Regions from separate parts of the Pan troglodytes genome. Here region 1 is linked to region 2. Evidence: chromatin contacts called from public HiChIP or PLAC-seq data. All regions are on one chromosome and are shown on one strand. Each heading gives the region's core, a stretch centred on a gene start, on an enhancer-like site or on the middle of the called end of the contact. The rest is flanking DNA. Distances are from core to core; before and after follow the strand shown. Region 1 holds the start of PIP5K1A (phosphatidylinositol-4-phosphate 5-kinase type 1 alpha). Region 2 holds the start of PI4KB (phosphatidylinositol 4-kinase beta).

Region 1 (7,534 bases), core at 2,532-5,031, 140 kb after region 2:
GTCAACCACCCTAAAACCATTTACTGTTCTTAGCTGTTTAGCTGAACTCCACTTAAGTTTTGGTGAAACTCTGAAATCCTAAAGGACAATGTTCTCTGACAATGCTGAAAATGGATATAAAACAAAAATGTCATAGCCAAGGACATATTGACAGTTTTTGATCAGCCACTCACAACTTCTAGGCACTCCAAATCTTCTGGCATTTAAATTGGGAAGGAGAGGTTATTTAGGAGAGTTTGTTCCCTGCCAATATTAAAGATAGTTTCACCATTAAGCTGTCAGCTTTTACACTGTTGACAAATGAAATACACAGAGTAAAGCAAACCATAAGCTCTAAGAGATGTTTAACTACTTTTGCTATTGGAGCAATTACCATGTTTGGATTTGGTGGAGGCCATTATAATCTTTCCATAGTCCATCAAGAGCTTGAAATTTAGCCACTTTTTGCCACCTTTTTTTTGTTTTGAGACAGAGTCTTGCTCTGTCACCCAGGCTGGAGTGCAGTGGCGTGATCTCGGCTCACTGCAACCTCTGCCTCCCGGGTTCAAGCAATTCTCCTGACTCAGCCTCCTAAGTAGCTGGGATTACAGGCCTGCGCCAACATGCCTGGCTAATTTTTTTGTATTTTTTAGTAGAGATGGGGTTTCACCATGTTGGCCAGGCTGGTCTCGAACTCCTGACCTTGCGATATGCCTGTAATCCCAGCATTTTTGGAGGCCGAAGTGGGCGGATTACTTAAGGTCAGGAGTTCAAGACTAGTCTGGCTGACATGATGAAACCCCATCACTACTAAAAACACAAAAAAATAAAATAGCCAGGCATGATGGCACATGCCTGTATTCCCAGCTACTTGGGAGACTGAGTCAGGAGACTCATTCGAAGCTGGGAGGCAGAGGTTGCAGTAAGCCAAGATGGCACCACTGCACTCCAGCCTGGGTGACAGAATGATACTCTGTCTCAAAAAAAAAACCACAAAAACATTTATACAATCTGTATTATTAACTGTTAGTGAGAGGATCTGACAGAAAACATAAAGACCTACAAAAATACCAAAGAGTACAAAGCAAACACCTGACTTAATAGTTGAGAAGTTTGTTTATGGACCATACACAACCCTTCTTCTTTCTGGGTTGGGGATTAGAGGGGAAGCAGGTTTCAAATTAAGGAGCTACTCTATTAAAAATAAAAACCCAGGTGGGGCACGGTGGCTCACGCCTATAATCCCAGCACTTTGGGAAGCCAAGGCGGGCGGATCACAGGGTCAGGAGATCGAGACCATCCTGGCTAACACGGTGAAACCCCGTCTCTACTAAAAATACAAAAAACAAAATTAGCCAGGCGTGGTGGTGGGCGCCTGTAGTCCCAGCTACTCGGGAGGCTGAGGCAAAAGAATGGCGTGAACCCGGGAGGCGGAGCTTGCAGTGAGCCGAGATGGCCCCACTGCACTCCAACCTGGGCGACAGAGCGAGACTCCGTCTCAAAAATAAATAAATAAATAAATAAATACCTTGTCACTTTTACTTTATCCTATTTCATGCTTATAATGCAGCATGAGTTGTTCTGGTCCCCTAATACTTTTATAGGAAAGGTAAAAAATCCCCTCTCAACAAACTAAAAATAGAGATTTATTAAAAATAAATAAAACTGCAGCTTATTAAGAAGATATGTGTGACTAGATATTCCAGCATCTGAGCTGGAATGTGAAAGGTGGAAGGAACCCTATTCAGCAAATTCTAAACAGCAAAAACGCAACACCAGGCCTGAGGAAATACCAAAATCTCAAGCAAAGCATCCAACATCTGGCAGCGTCTATTCAAGTGTAGAAGCAGCAGTTACTGTGAAACACCAGACACTTCTGATGGAAGCGCTCAGTTTCTGACTCACCTCCCGCCCCCCCACCCGACACACATACACACACTTTCTCTCCTACACACAATCTACTGCTTTTCTTGTGAGCCTCCTCAGCCCTCCCTCAATCTTCATTCGTTTTTAACTATTAATACGCTGAGCTCTCTACATTAACCTGGCTCCATTCTCCAAATTCCAATCTCCTGATACAGCCTAAGCATTCTTCCAGTCCATTTTTCTATTATGCAATACTCCCCCACAACACTTACAGTCACCCCCCCACCCATCTTTCTTCTTCTCAGGCCTAATTTCCAAAACATCACTTCTCGCAGTCTCTACTGCAATTCAAGACTCCATTCCATCTTTCTCATCTGTTTTTAAGGTCTTTGACCTTAATTTCCTACATTCCTTAGACTCTCTTCAAAATTTCCATTCCTTCCCAAAGTTGGGCAGTTTAGAGTTGGGAATCACCAAAGGAATTAGTCTGAGAAAGTATGTATGTGTGTCTGTGTGCCTGTGCGGCCCTAAGGGTGGGGGTGCGAAGTGAGAAGGGGTGACACATTAGGGGGGAGTATCTGAGGGAAAAGATGGCTTCAACAACTCCCACCCACCCAACAAAATTCACGATTCCCTACCTCTCCAGAAATCGAAAGCGTCCAATAACTTTTCGATATCTTTTAAGCCCCATGGCTTCTCTTCAACATTTTCATCCAATTAGCCCACAATCAACTTAGATTCCACCTGCCTCTCACACTAAGTAGTTCTCTCTACTTCTTAGGCCTCCATTTACTTTCTTAGATCCTCTACTCCCTTCCGTTTCTCTTGTTTCCTACCGCAACTTCTTTTTTTTTTTTTTTTTTTTTTTTGAGACAGGGTCTCACTCTCTCGCCCAGACTGGAGAGCAGTGGCCCAATCTCGGCTCACCGCAAGCTCTGCCTCCCAGGCTCAAGGGATTCTCCTGCCTCAGCCTCCCGAGTAGCTGGGATTACAGACGCACGCCACTACTGTCCGGATAATTTTTGTATTTTTAGTAGGGACGAGGTTTCACTATGTTGGCCAGGCTCGTCTCGAACTTCTGACCTCAAATGATCCGCCCGCCAAGGCCTCCCAAAGTGCTGAAATTACAGGCGTGAGCCACCGCGCCCGGCCACCCTACCCCCACCTTCAATCTCCATCCGTCCTCCTCAAAGACAACCAAAGTTTTCGACAACTTCTTAATCAAACTTACCCTTTCCTCAAACTCCTGCCCGCTCATAAATCCCTATTTGAAAGCCCAGCTCGCGCCCACTTACCGGTAACACGTAGGACATTCCCAGCTACAGGTACCCTCTTAGGTCTCGCTCTTCCTCCCATCGCATATTCCTCACCAGCTCCCTACCCACGCCCTGCCGGGCTTACCTGAGGACGAGGTACAGGAAGGGACCGCGGGATCAAAGGATGAAAAACCGACCGAAGACGACGGCCCGGAGGAGGCCGACGCCATCTTGGCAGCCCCCTCCCCCTCAGCGGCCTGGCTCTCTTTCAATCCGGTTCTTCCTCTTCTCGGAATCGAATCTTCCCAACGTCTCTTTACAGAACCCGCGTTCTGTGGGCCACCTCCCCGCCCCCTCCGGGGCCTCCCTCAGACACGTCGAGCCGGCTCCTGGACCAGCTCAAGGCCACACCATTCGCCTGGCATGGGGAAGAACTCACGTCCCGCACCCCCTCCACAAGTTTAACCGCTTTCCACAGGGGATACTTTCCCCTTTCACAGAAGAGTAAGCTTAAGCTGGCTGCTGGGACGTTGCGCCCAGACCAAGCCACATCTGAAAAAAATACGAGGCATGAAAAGTCCCAGAAGAGCGAACGCCCCTTCTCCGTCCGCCCTAACCACGGCCTGTTAATCGCCCAACCTGGCCGCTTCACTCCGGGTAGCCAAGCAAAATCCGAGCACTGCGCATGCGCCCGACCTTCTCGGGGCATCAGCCCACTCATTGGGGAGAGAAAAGGAGCAAAACCAATCGGGAGGCTGCTAATGGTCACGTGAGGTGGGTCCTCACGCCCTGACGAGTCCACGGGTGGAAGATGTGCGCGCGCGGGTTGGCCGACAGTCTCTACGGTGGCTCGGCAGGTCCTCTTAGGTTCAGTTCTTTGCTAGGACTGGGTCGAGTGATCTGAACTCGGGACAAGAGTCGGTCCGCCAAGTCCTCTGAAATTCCTAACCCAGGAAAGAACTCTCTGCGGGAGTACTGGTGTCGAGTCAGAGACGTTAAGGTGTCGAATATCACAAAACATTTAATACCACCAAGAACTCTTCTTAGTCTTTTTCCTGTTTTACTACTCTTGTTTACTATTTGATTAAACGTGCGTGCATGTCTTACCTTCCTCGGAATGGCATTCGAAATAGATCTGTGTTTTGTTTGCCTCAAGCACAAAGCTAGGCACTGCACAGTGACGGAGTTCAGTAAATATTTGATGCATGAATCAGTGAAGACCTGTCAAAAAAGGGCACGGGAGGCTATCAGGGACTTATCACAACCTTCCCGCGACCCAACCCCTTTAGCCTCCAACTGTCAATTATCTGTGCTCCAAAGGGCATGGAGATACACAGAAAAATTTCTCCCATTGTAGTCTTCGTAGTAACTGCTCGTTTTTAACAAAGTACCCCGTAGGCTATGAACCCTGGTGGGAAGACCAGTCTCTCTGAGCAAACTGTAAAACTTCTGGGGAGCAAGGACTGTGTTTGGTTCACTCTTGTATCTCCAGCTCCTCCCGTGACTTCGTACATAGTAGGGGCTCCATAATTATCTATGGAATGAATAAATAAAGAGGAATGGTAAAACATTCGGGGTAAGAGTCGGTCAGATAGATCCTCTCAAATTCATGGCCCATGAAATAACTCCATTAAAACAGGTTTTGTGGCCGGGCGCGGTGGCTCACGCCTGTAATCCCAGCACTCCGGGAGGCCGAGGCGGGTGGATCACGAGGCCAGGAGATCGAGACCATCCTGGCTAACACAGTGAAACCCCGTCTCTACTAAAAATACAAAAAATTAGCCGGGCGTGGTGGCGGGCGCCTGTAGTCCCAGGCTACTCGGGAGGCTGGGGCAGGAGAATGGCATGAACCTGGGAGGCGGAGCTTGCAGTGAGCGGAGATCGCGCCACTCCACTCTAGCCTGGACGACAGAGCGAAACTGTCTCAAAAAAAAAAAAAAAAAACAAACAGGTTTTGTAACCCCCAGAATGACCTGGTTATCCTCTTTCCAGATGTCTTGTGGGTCCTCATAAAGTAACCTAGGACCCGAACATCCATAGAATATCCCCATGCAGGCCGGGCGCGGTGGCTCACGCCTGAATTTCCAGCACTTTGGGAGGCCGAGGTGGGTGGATCATCTGAGCTCAGGAGTACGAGACAAGCCTGGCCAACATAGTGAAACCGCGTCTCTACTAAAAATACAAAAAATTAGCTGGGCGTGGTGGCGGGTGCCTGTAATCCCTGCTACTCGGGAGGCTGAGGCAGGAGAATCGCTTGAACCCAGGAGGCAGAGGTTGCAGTGAGCCGAGATCGCGCCATTGCACTCCAGCCTGGGCAACGAGAGCGAAACTCAGTCTCAAAAAAAAAAAAGGCCGGGTGCAGTGGCTCACGCCTGTAAGCCCAGCACTTTGGGAGGCCGAGGCGGGCGGATCACCTGAGGTCGGGAGTTCAAGACCAGCCTGACCAACATGGAGAAACGCCGTCTCTACTAAAAATACAAAATTACCCAGGCGTAGTGGAGCATTCCTGTAATCCCAGCTACTCGCTACCCCGGAGGTTGAGGCAGGAGAATTGATTGAACCTGGGAGGCAGACGTTTCGGTGAGCCGAGATGGCGCCTTTGCACTCCAGCCTGGGCAACAAGAGCGAAACTCCAACTCAAAAAAAAAAAAAAAAAAAAAAAAAAAAATCCCCATGCATTTACGGCAGCCTTCTACTCCTCCCTTATGAAGATCTAAAATAATTGTTTCCCTGCTGCCACCTGCTGGATTATTCGTCTTCCTTTGGGCACCGAAAGTAGACAAAATCTTGTTTGTAATTCCACAGCAGTGGAATTTTGTTGTGTTGAAGTATTTTATAATTCCCTGTACCTATACCCTCCACTCAACTAAACAGGACAGGAACTAGTGAGGGGCACACTGAGCACAGGATTTGGCTCATAGGTATTCAATAAATAAATATTTGTTGAATAAATTATCCTTGTTTTCCGAAAAGGCATAGGGTTGCTACCATTTCCTGAGTTACTTTAGAAATCGGATGGTGTAGCCGGACGCGGTGGCTCACGCCTGTAATCCCAGCACTTTGGGAGGCCGAGGCGGGCGGATCACGAGGTCAGGAGATCGAGACCATCCTGGCTAACACGGTGAAACCCCCGTCTTTACTAAAAATACAAAAAATTAGCCGGGTGAGTTGGCCGGCGCCTGTAGTAGCCCCAGCTACTCGGGAGGCTGAGCCAGGAGAATGGCATGAACCTGGGAGGCGGAGCTTGCACTGAGCCGAGATCGTGCCACTGCACTGCAGCCTGGGCGACAGAGCGAGACTCCGTCTCAAAAAAAAAAAAAAAAAAAAAAAAAAAATTCGGCTGGTGTTGATGTAAAGCTGTTTCTGATTTTAAAATTGGAAACAGACTAATAAATCCCAGAATGACCAACGCAGTCAAACAGAGGAATCTTCTCCCTGTGAGCTAATCTGTGAATTCCATTTTATTTTATTTTTGAGACAGAGTCTGGCTCTGTCACCCAGGCTGGAGTGCAGTGGCGCTTGGCTTACTGCAACCTCCACCTCCCGGGTTCAAGCGATTCTCCTGCCTCAGCCTCCCAAGTAGCTGGGACTACAGGCATGCACCACCACGCCCAGCTAATTTTTTATATTTTTAATTTTTATTTTCATCAAGTACTATTTTTATTTTTAATTTCACCAACTCCCACTCAGTCCCTGGGGCGCCCCCACTCCCACTCAGTACCTGGGGTGTCCTCTGAGTCATGGAACCACTCCTCCCCAGTAACATTCCTAGCATAGTAGAACTGTGGTGACGTGGCAGGGTGTGGAAACAGGGGCAGAGCAGGACATGTTGGCTTAGTGCCCCCAAGGAAACAGAAAAGGGAGTTCACCAATACATACTTTGGGAAAGGGGGTACAATCTGATGACCTCAAAGTAGGGCCACAGGTACAGACTTCAGTACATGTGAGTACACACCCACACCTTTATTAAAGTGTCATTCATATCTTAGAACAGTTTATTTATTTTATTTATTTATTTATTTATTTTATTATTATTTTTTTTTTTGAGACAGAGTCTCCCTCTGTCGCCCAGGCTAGAGTGCAGTGGTGCGATCTTGGCTCGCTGCAACTTCCGCCTCCCGGGTTCAAACGATTCTCCTGCATCAGCCTCCCAAGTAGCTGGGATTACAGGCACAAACCACCACGTCCGGCTAATTTTTTGTATCTTTAGTAGAGACAGGGTTTCACTGTGTTAGCCAGGATGGTCTCGATCTCTTGACCTCGTGATCTGCCTGCCTCGGCCTCCCTAAGTGCTGGGATTACAGGTATGAGCTACTGCGCCCAGCCAGAACAGTTTCTAAGATTAGAATGAAGGGATGGGGACTGGCAAGAGCAAGGAAAGGATTCTACAATAAGAGGATGGGTTATTTATTCAATTAATCATTCATTAATTA
Region 2 (7,512 bases), core at 1,482-3,981:
TTCATAAAGCCAGGCAATGGGACATGCACCTGTAGTCCTAGCTACTTGGGAGGCTGAGGTGGGAGGACTGCCTGAGCCCAGGATTTCGAGGCTGAAGTGAACGATGATTGTGCCATTACACCCCAGCCTTAAGAGACAGAGCAAGACCTCATCTCTAAAAGTAAAAAAGTTCATAGGGAGGCATTTGTTTACTGGAATAATCAGGCCAGACTCTGTGGCTCACACCTGTAATCCCAGCACTCTGGGAGGTGAGGCAGAGGATTGCTTGAGCCTAGGAGTTTAAGACCAGCCTCAGCAACATGGCGAGATCTCATCTCTACAAACACACACACACACAAAGATTGCACCATTGCACTCCAGCCTGGGCGACAGAGCGAGACTCTGTCTCAAAAAGAAAAAAGAAAGAAATTTATACATATGAACCCTTAGAGCTATAAATAGGAAACTTAAAATCTTCTACTTATGTTTGTGTGTGTGTGTATTTTTAGTAGGGTGGTCTATAATTGACTAGCTATAAAAAGTTCCTGCTTCAAATTTGAAGAGATGTTTCTGAAATTTTTTCTGTCATTGGAAAATAAGAAAACTTCCTACTATAAAAAAGGTTGTCACATGTCTTTCTACAATGTTTCAAAAGGCTAGTCTTGTGGCTGTTTGGAACGTTATCCCTTGAGGGGATACATGACATTTTAAACTCTAGGCTAAAGCAGGGTCATCGCCTCATGATATTTGCGGGACAGCTGATTGGAAGCTGGCCAAGAGCTGGTGGGCCTAACATGTGGACTGGTGATTCTCCCCAATCCAGACCAGTGGTGAGAATTTTTTTTTTTTTTTTTGAGATGGAGTCTCGCTCTGTTGCCCAGGCTGGAGTGCAATGGCGCAATCTCGGCTCACTGCAACCTCTGCCTCTCAGGTTCAAGTGATTCCCTGCCTCACCCTCCCTAGTAGCTGGGATTATAGGCACCCACCACCATGCCCAGCTAATTTTTGTATTTTTAGTAGAGACAGAGTTTCACCAAGTCGGTCAGGCTGGTCTCAAACTCCTGACCTCGACTGATCCACCCACCTCGGACTCCCAAAGTGCTGGGATTACAGGCGTGAGCCACCACACCAAGCCGATTTTTTTTTTGAGACAGGGTCTCACTCCGTTGTCCAGGCTGGAGTGCAGTGGCATGATCTTGGCTCACCGCAGCCTCTGTCTCCCAGGCTCAAGTGATCCTCCTACCTCAGCCTCCTAAGTAGCTGGGACTACAGGTGCATGCCACCATGCCAGCTAGGCTAATTTTTGTATTTTTGAAGAGACGTGGTTTCACCATGTTGCCCAGGCTGGTCTCAAACCCCTGAGCTCAAGCAATCTGCCCACCTCAGCCTCCCAAAGTGCTGGGATTACAGGTGTGAGCCACTGTGCCCAGCTGACAAATTTAAACTATCTTTGGCACTCTTGTCCCCATTCTTTGTTCATCTTTCATACTGTACTCCTGCTTTAACCTAGCTTGTCTGCTTGCCCTCTCCTCATGATATGAGCAAATTCCCATTTATATTCTTCAACATACAATTTTTTTGCTTTCAGAATGCTCGCTTGTCTTTTATTTTGCTGGGTTATATCCAATATCTACTCTAAGACCTGACTCACAGTATTTCTAAGAAGCCTTCCATTCATTCATTCACCATATACTGGTGTGTGTGTGTGTGTGTGTGTGTGTATGTGTGTGTCCATACACATATAGGCCTTCCAAATTAACTTAAACTCCACTATGTCCCTTCAGCAATTAGGTTAGGTACCCCATTTGTTCTACTGTTGTATATACTGCATGTTTTACACAGGCATTTTCAAGCTATTACACTTTATTCTGCCTTCCAATTAAACATTGTAGCAGTGACTCTTTCATCATCTATCCTGTATGATTGTCCCAATAATTAATAATAAAGTACTATAGTAGCAACTTGTACTCTCTTGATCCTAACAAAACCCTGTAATGGGCTAATATTACTTCATCCATATGTCTTCTTTGTAGACATAGAAACTGAGGTTTAAAGAGGTTACATTAGTTATTCCAAATCAAATGGCTTGTAAGTGGCAGGGAAGATGGCATTCAAGACCCGGGCTCAAATAACTAGCCTCAATGTATTAAGTAAGGCACTGATGAGGGGCACTGCATATTAAGTAAAGCCCTAGGAAAGGCATTGAGATAGAGGTTCTGAGGACAAAGAGGGCTCTAAATCAACAATCTTAACCGAAAAATACACAAAAAACTTGCTGGGCGAGGTCGGGCCTATAATCCCAGCACTTTGGTACCTGAGGCCGGCAGATTGCTTGAGGCTAACAGTTCGAGACAAGCTTGGGCAACATAGCAAGACCCTGTCTTTACAAAACAAACAAACAAACGAAAAATACACAAAAGCAACACCAGAGGCCCATTTGCATGGCGTGTTTTTGTTTATTTGTTTGGCCTAATATGGTTTCGTTTTGTTTGGAAGAAGGGATTGTGCCCTCCAAGCCTTTGTCGTTTCACTCACCTCTCCCAACCTGGCCCTGTCCAGCCCCTCCCTGGAGGGCTGGGCATATGGATGCTGGAGGTCACAGGCTGCCCAGGCAGGTTGGTGACCTCGGAGGCAGAACCACGGCCTCGAGTCGGGCCTCTAACGGCGAAAAGACTGACGCGGTTGGACCGCGCCATTCCCGAAATGTTAAGGAGCTTAAACTCCGCATCGTCCTCCAAGATAAGTAGGAAAAGGGCAGTCAGGAAGAACGTCTTCCCCGTCCGCCGTCTTCCTGCGCGCCCTTCTAGGAACCCAGCGTCCATCCCACGGCCTGATTTACTAAGGGAGTCTTGTAGCATACGGGAGGGGGAAAAGTCATTGATTGCAATTACGGTAATTTGGTTAGTTACTCAAACGGTCGTTTACATATAACTTGCATGTTAATATACTTCTGGAAGTATGCATATGTCCATACTTCTTTAACAGGGCACCCACGGCCGCCTGCTCACCCTACTTATGCAGCAAATTTTACTTCTCTCTCGGCTTCTTTAACCTCGCAAACGCTACCGCTTAAGTCCGCTTCTTAAATATTGGCCCCTCCTCCCACCCGTAAGCTCCTCCCTTCGCCCTCTCTCCCTCGAGAGCTTCCAAACATCTTTTCCCCGCCCCCTTTTCTATTTCTGAACAGGCATGTTCCAGGCAGCTCACCCGACTCCTTAGATTACTATGGAATCGGTAGGGTCCTGACCGCTGGGGAAGCAGGAAAGCGTATCCTGGGAAGAAAGGCTTGGCTTGGACTCCGGAGAAGAATACTACATCGAGACCTGCTGGGGAATTTTATTTTATTTTATTATTTTTTTGGTCTTGGTTGTACTGAGGGAGGAAGAAGAGGTTGTGTGGCCCGGTCGAACTTGTGGCAGCCTGAAGGCCCCCTCAGGCGGCGCCGCGGGCAGCCCCGCAGCCGGGGCCTGGTGCAGCCGCCGCGGCCGCTGTCAGGGAAGCGCAGGCGGCCAATGGAACCCGGGAGCGGTCGCTGCTGCTGAGGCGGCAGTGTCGGCAGTCCAACCGCGACTGCCCGCACCCGCTCCGCGGGGGTCCCCCAGAGGTAAGCTACTCCTCCTTCATGAGTCACCTTTGCCCTGTTGGGGGGGGGGGTCCCTCTCCCACCCTGTCCCGCACAGTCTTCCCCACCTGAGTTCGACTACGAAACTGCCCTCTTGGTGTCAGCTGCACCCCGGGTTCCTTCTCCACCCTTTCCTCTCAGGCCTGGGGTCCTCCTCCGCTTTTTGGCTTCCTCTTCTATTAGCTCCTCCCTCTGCCTCGGGGATTCCCCCCTCCCTCACTCATCCCTGTTGCCTACGTCTCGAATAATTCTTTTTTTTAAGTCATGAACCCTTTCCATATCAGACGACTCCCATAATGCCCATCCTTGTCCTTCCTCGTCGTCTCTGCCCCTGCCCCAAACCTTTTCCATGGACTCCACCTCTATCTCTTTTCCTAGTTTGCACTTTTCCTCCTATGTCCCTGTGCAACTCCAGCACTGGGTTCCCATTTCCCTGAGCTAAAGATTGCATCCCTGTCTTCCTGTGCTGCTTCTGATTCCATTACCTCACCGTCACCCACCTACCCAGCCAGCTCCTGGCTTCCAAGAATTGCCTGTTCCCTTCTCCTTAAGGGATCTCGGGCCCTTGTCATCAATCCAAAAGTACCATTTACATTCTTACTTTGAACCTAGTCCTCACTCTTCTCTGGGATGCATTATGATCCCTATAACTTTCTTTAGCTTCTCTTTCTCCCTCCTCAATCCCCCAACTTTCTAGAGGTTTCTGTCTTAGGGGAGAGATTTGACAGTGCCCTTCCCATTCAGGATTTCCAACTTTGACACCTCCCTCGAGTTTCAGGGATTTCTCTGATCCTTGTGACATTTGGTTCTGTTTTTCCCGTGGGCTTCATGTGTTCTCTGTCACACTCTTTATCTCCACATACCACTTATTTCAGGATCAACTAAACCTTGAACTAAGAAGAAAAATGTGTTGTGAGCAGGGGGAGCCTCAGCTGCCTCAGGCCGTTCAGGACAGAAGGGTGTTTCTGAAGGCCGGAGCAAGTTTTGAAGAAGTCCCTATCAGATTACACTTGGTTGACTACTCCGGAGCAGCCACTAAGAGGGATGAACAGGCCTGCGTGGAAATTGAATGAGATTGTGAGAAATCTTGTTTCAGATTATTTAATTTTAGGCTTTTGTTAAAGGAATCACAGAATAGAGTGCCTTCTCACCCCTGTCCAGATCCATGAGGAATCAGTTTATTCTTGTGGTTTACTAGAATAGTTTTGGTTGGTTCCATAAGAATTCAGGCCTGGAGTGGGGTAAGGGTATAACTGGAAAAAGGAACACGAGACAATGGAAAGAGCTTGTACATTCAGAATCAGGACTCCTGGGTTCAGCATGTGACTTCCTCACTTGACCTCTAGAGTGATCCTTTTGGAAAATGCCCACTCTCTGTAGGCATCAGTGCAGTAATAAGTTGGTAGCAGGATGTGGGTTGGGGGAAAAAAATCAGATTTGGTTTATTTGTTTACAAAATATTTTGGGTTCCTCAGGCAAAAGGTATTTATTAGTAGTGGTTTAGTCATCCTGAGAACTTTCCTTCACCTTGGTCTTTCTGTCAGATGTTTCTAGTCCACAACCAGGGGTGTAAGTCATTTTGAAAGACAAGTTCCAGGCCTGCTTCCTTCATCTGCTTTGCTTTTTCCCCCAGTGCATTAAGTGGCTGATTTTCTGTGCTGTTCCTCATGTACTTGATCCATAACTCCAGATTCTATAGGTGGAAAGTATGTTTGTGGGAAAGCACTTTGAGGAAGCTGGCTGGAAAAGAGAACTTGGAGTGAACTGAGACTTAGGCAACTAGTTGCTGCCATGTCTCTCTCAGCCTGTGATAGCGAAAGGGCACGTGAGATTCCATTCATTTTCTGATTCTAGGTCTGTTTGGGAGTAGTTATGTCATCTTATCCCACTTCCTTTCTCTTCCTTGTCGTTAGTCATGGTGCAGTCTCCTCATAATTCCCCTTATTAGAAGCTTTCCTGCCAGGCGCGGTGGCTCACACCTGTAATCCCAGCATTTTGGGAGGCCGAGGCAGGCAGATCACCTGAGGTCAGGAGTTTGAGACCAGTCCGGCCAACATGGTGAAACCCCATCTCTACTAAAAATACAAAAAATTAGCCGGGCATGGTGGCGAGCTTCCGTAATCCCAGCTACTCCGGAGGCTGAAGTAGGAGAATTACTTGAACCCAGGAGGCGAAGGTTGTAGTGAGCCGAGATCACGCCACTGCACTCCAGCCTGGGTGACTGAGTGAAACTCTGTCTCAGGAAAAAAAAAAAAAAAAAAAAAATGCAGCTTTCCTCCTTGGAAGTATCCCCAACCAGAAATCATATTTCCTCTCATTTCCCTGATTTCTTCTTAGAGTTGAGTCCACGCTCCATGAGAATGCTGAACACCATCCAAAGCAGCAAATTGAGATTCCTTGATTTGGGGAAGAGGTTTGGGAGGAACCCTTCAATAATTGGCATGGGACAAGAGGGGACCCAGTCCAAGTGTATTTGGGACTCGCAGTAGGGAGGAACAATTCAGAGAGAGGTGAGTGCACAGGCTGCTTTCTTTGCCATCTGTTTCAGTAGCGGCTCCCATAGCTGGCTTGGGCTGTCTGGCTGGAATCTGCTTATACCAGCTCCATGGCTCTGCACAGAGTTCTCAGCCTGAATCAATATTGACTTAACTACCATGAGACCACTGCCCTCCCTACCCTCGTGCTAGTAGCTTGAGAATGCCCTCTCCCCTAATGCCCACACTCTCTGGGCCCTTGTGTCAGCAGTTACCTGGATCCTGGTAGGGCTGGAGCTGGCTTGACTGCCTGGCCCTGAGTTTCTATAAGGAAAAAGGAGTACTCAATCTCTACCTTTACCATTGAGGTCAAAGGGGAGAGATGAGTTGAGACATCCTGAAAGAAAGGTTTGAGTTAGACATTAAGACATGAGGAGGAACTCCTCAACAGCAGAACAGGCAGTCAAAGATGATATGGAGTCTCTTTTGAGGAGCAACCTCTCTTCAAAAATTATTTTTGGGCCGGGCACCGTGGCTCATGCCCGTAATCCCAGCACTTCGGGAGGCTGAGGTGGGCGGATCACTTGAGGTCAAGAGTTGGAAACCAGCCTGGCATGTTCGAGACAACATGGTGAAACCCCATCTCTACTAAAAATACAAAAATTAGCCAGGTGTGGTGGCGTGTGCCTGTAATTCCAGCTACTCGGGAGGCTGAGGCAGAGAATCACTTGAACCTAAGAGGCAGAAGTTGCAGTGAGCTGAGATGGCGCCACTGCACTCCAGCCTGGGTAACAGAGCGAGACTCCATCTCAAAAAAAAAAAAAATTTTTTTTTGAAGGAATGCATGCATTTGGTAACAAATCCAATGGTACTCAAAGAGTTTATGAAGAAAAACAGCAGTCCTGTTTCCGTTCATCCCTACTCCTGTTCTCGCAGAGTTAACCTCCTTAATTATCTCAGTGTTCTGAAGGTTATCACCATAGCTTTAGATAAAATGCTTGTTCCTCTATTTCTTTGTTTTTTTGTTTGTTTTTGTTGTTGTTTTTGTTTGTTTGTTTGAGATGGAGTCTCGTTCTGTCGCCCAGGCTAGAGTGCAGTGGCACGATCTTGGCTCACTGCAACCTCTGCCTCAGGGTTCAAGCAGTTCTCCTGCCTCAGCCTCCCGAGTAGCTGGGATTACAGGTGCCCACCACCACGCCTGGCTAAGTTTTTGTATTTTTTGGTAGAGATGGGGTTTCACCATGTTGGCCAGGCTGGTCACGAACTCCTGACCTCAGGTGATCCACCCGCCCCGGCCTCCCAGAGTGCTGGGATTACAGCGATCTCAGCTCACGGCAACCTGCGCCTCCCAGGTTTAAGCGATGGTTCTGCCTCAGCCTCCCGAGTAGCTGAGATTACAGGCACCCGCCACCACGCCTGGCTAATTTTTTATATTTT

What was found. HiChIP or PLAC-seq counts read pairs in DNA pulled down with a chosen protein or histone mark.
Region 1: an H3K4me3 HiChIP or PLAC-seq map of stem cell-derived excitatory neurons shows a contact between it and region 2, with 2.1 times the contacts expected there. The contact joins the promoter of PIP5K1A here to the promoter of PI4KB in region 2. A contact is called at or near these places in 1 of 7 Hi-C or Micro-C datasets (stem cell-derived neural progenitor cells) and 1 of 1 datasets of contacts at active chromatin or transcription factors (stem cell-derived excitatory neurons).

What each region holds. Positions count from the first base shown.
Region 1 is chr1:98,013,629-98,021,162 of NHGRI_mPanTro3-v2.0_pri, forward strand. It overlaps PIP5K1A (phosphatidylinositol-4-phosphate 5-kinase type 1 alpha), which reads right to left and starts at 3,782. Exons shown (of 15, transcript NM_001137558.4): 1 at 3,247-3,782. The coding sequence starts at 3,331.
Region 2 is chr1:97,872,234-97,879,745 of NHGRI_mPanTro3-v2.0_pri, forward strand. It overlaps PI4KB (phosphatidylinositol 4-kinase beta), which reads left to right and starts at 2,732. Exons shown (of 15, transcript XM_063813642.1): 1 at 2,732-2,871; 2 at 3,167-3,583; 3 at 4,477-4,678; 4 at 5,939-6,111.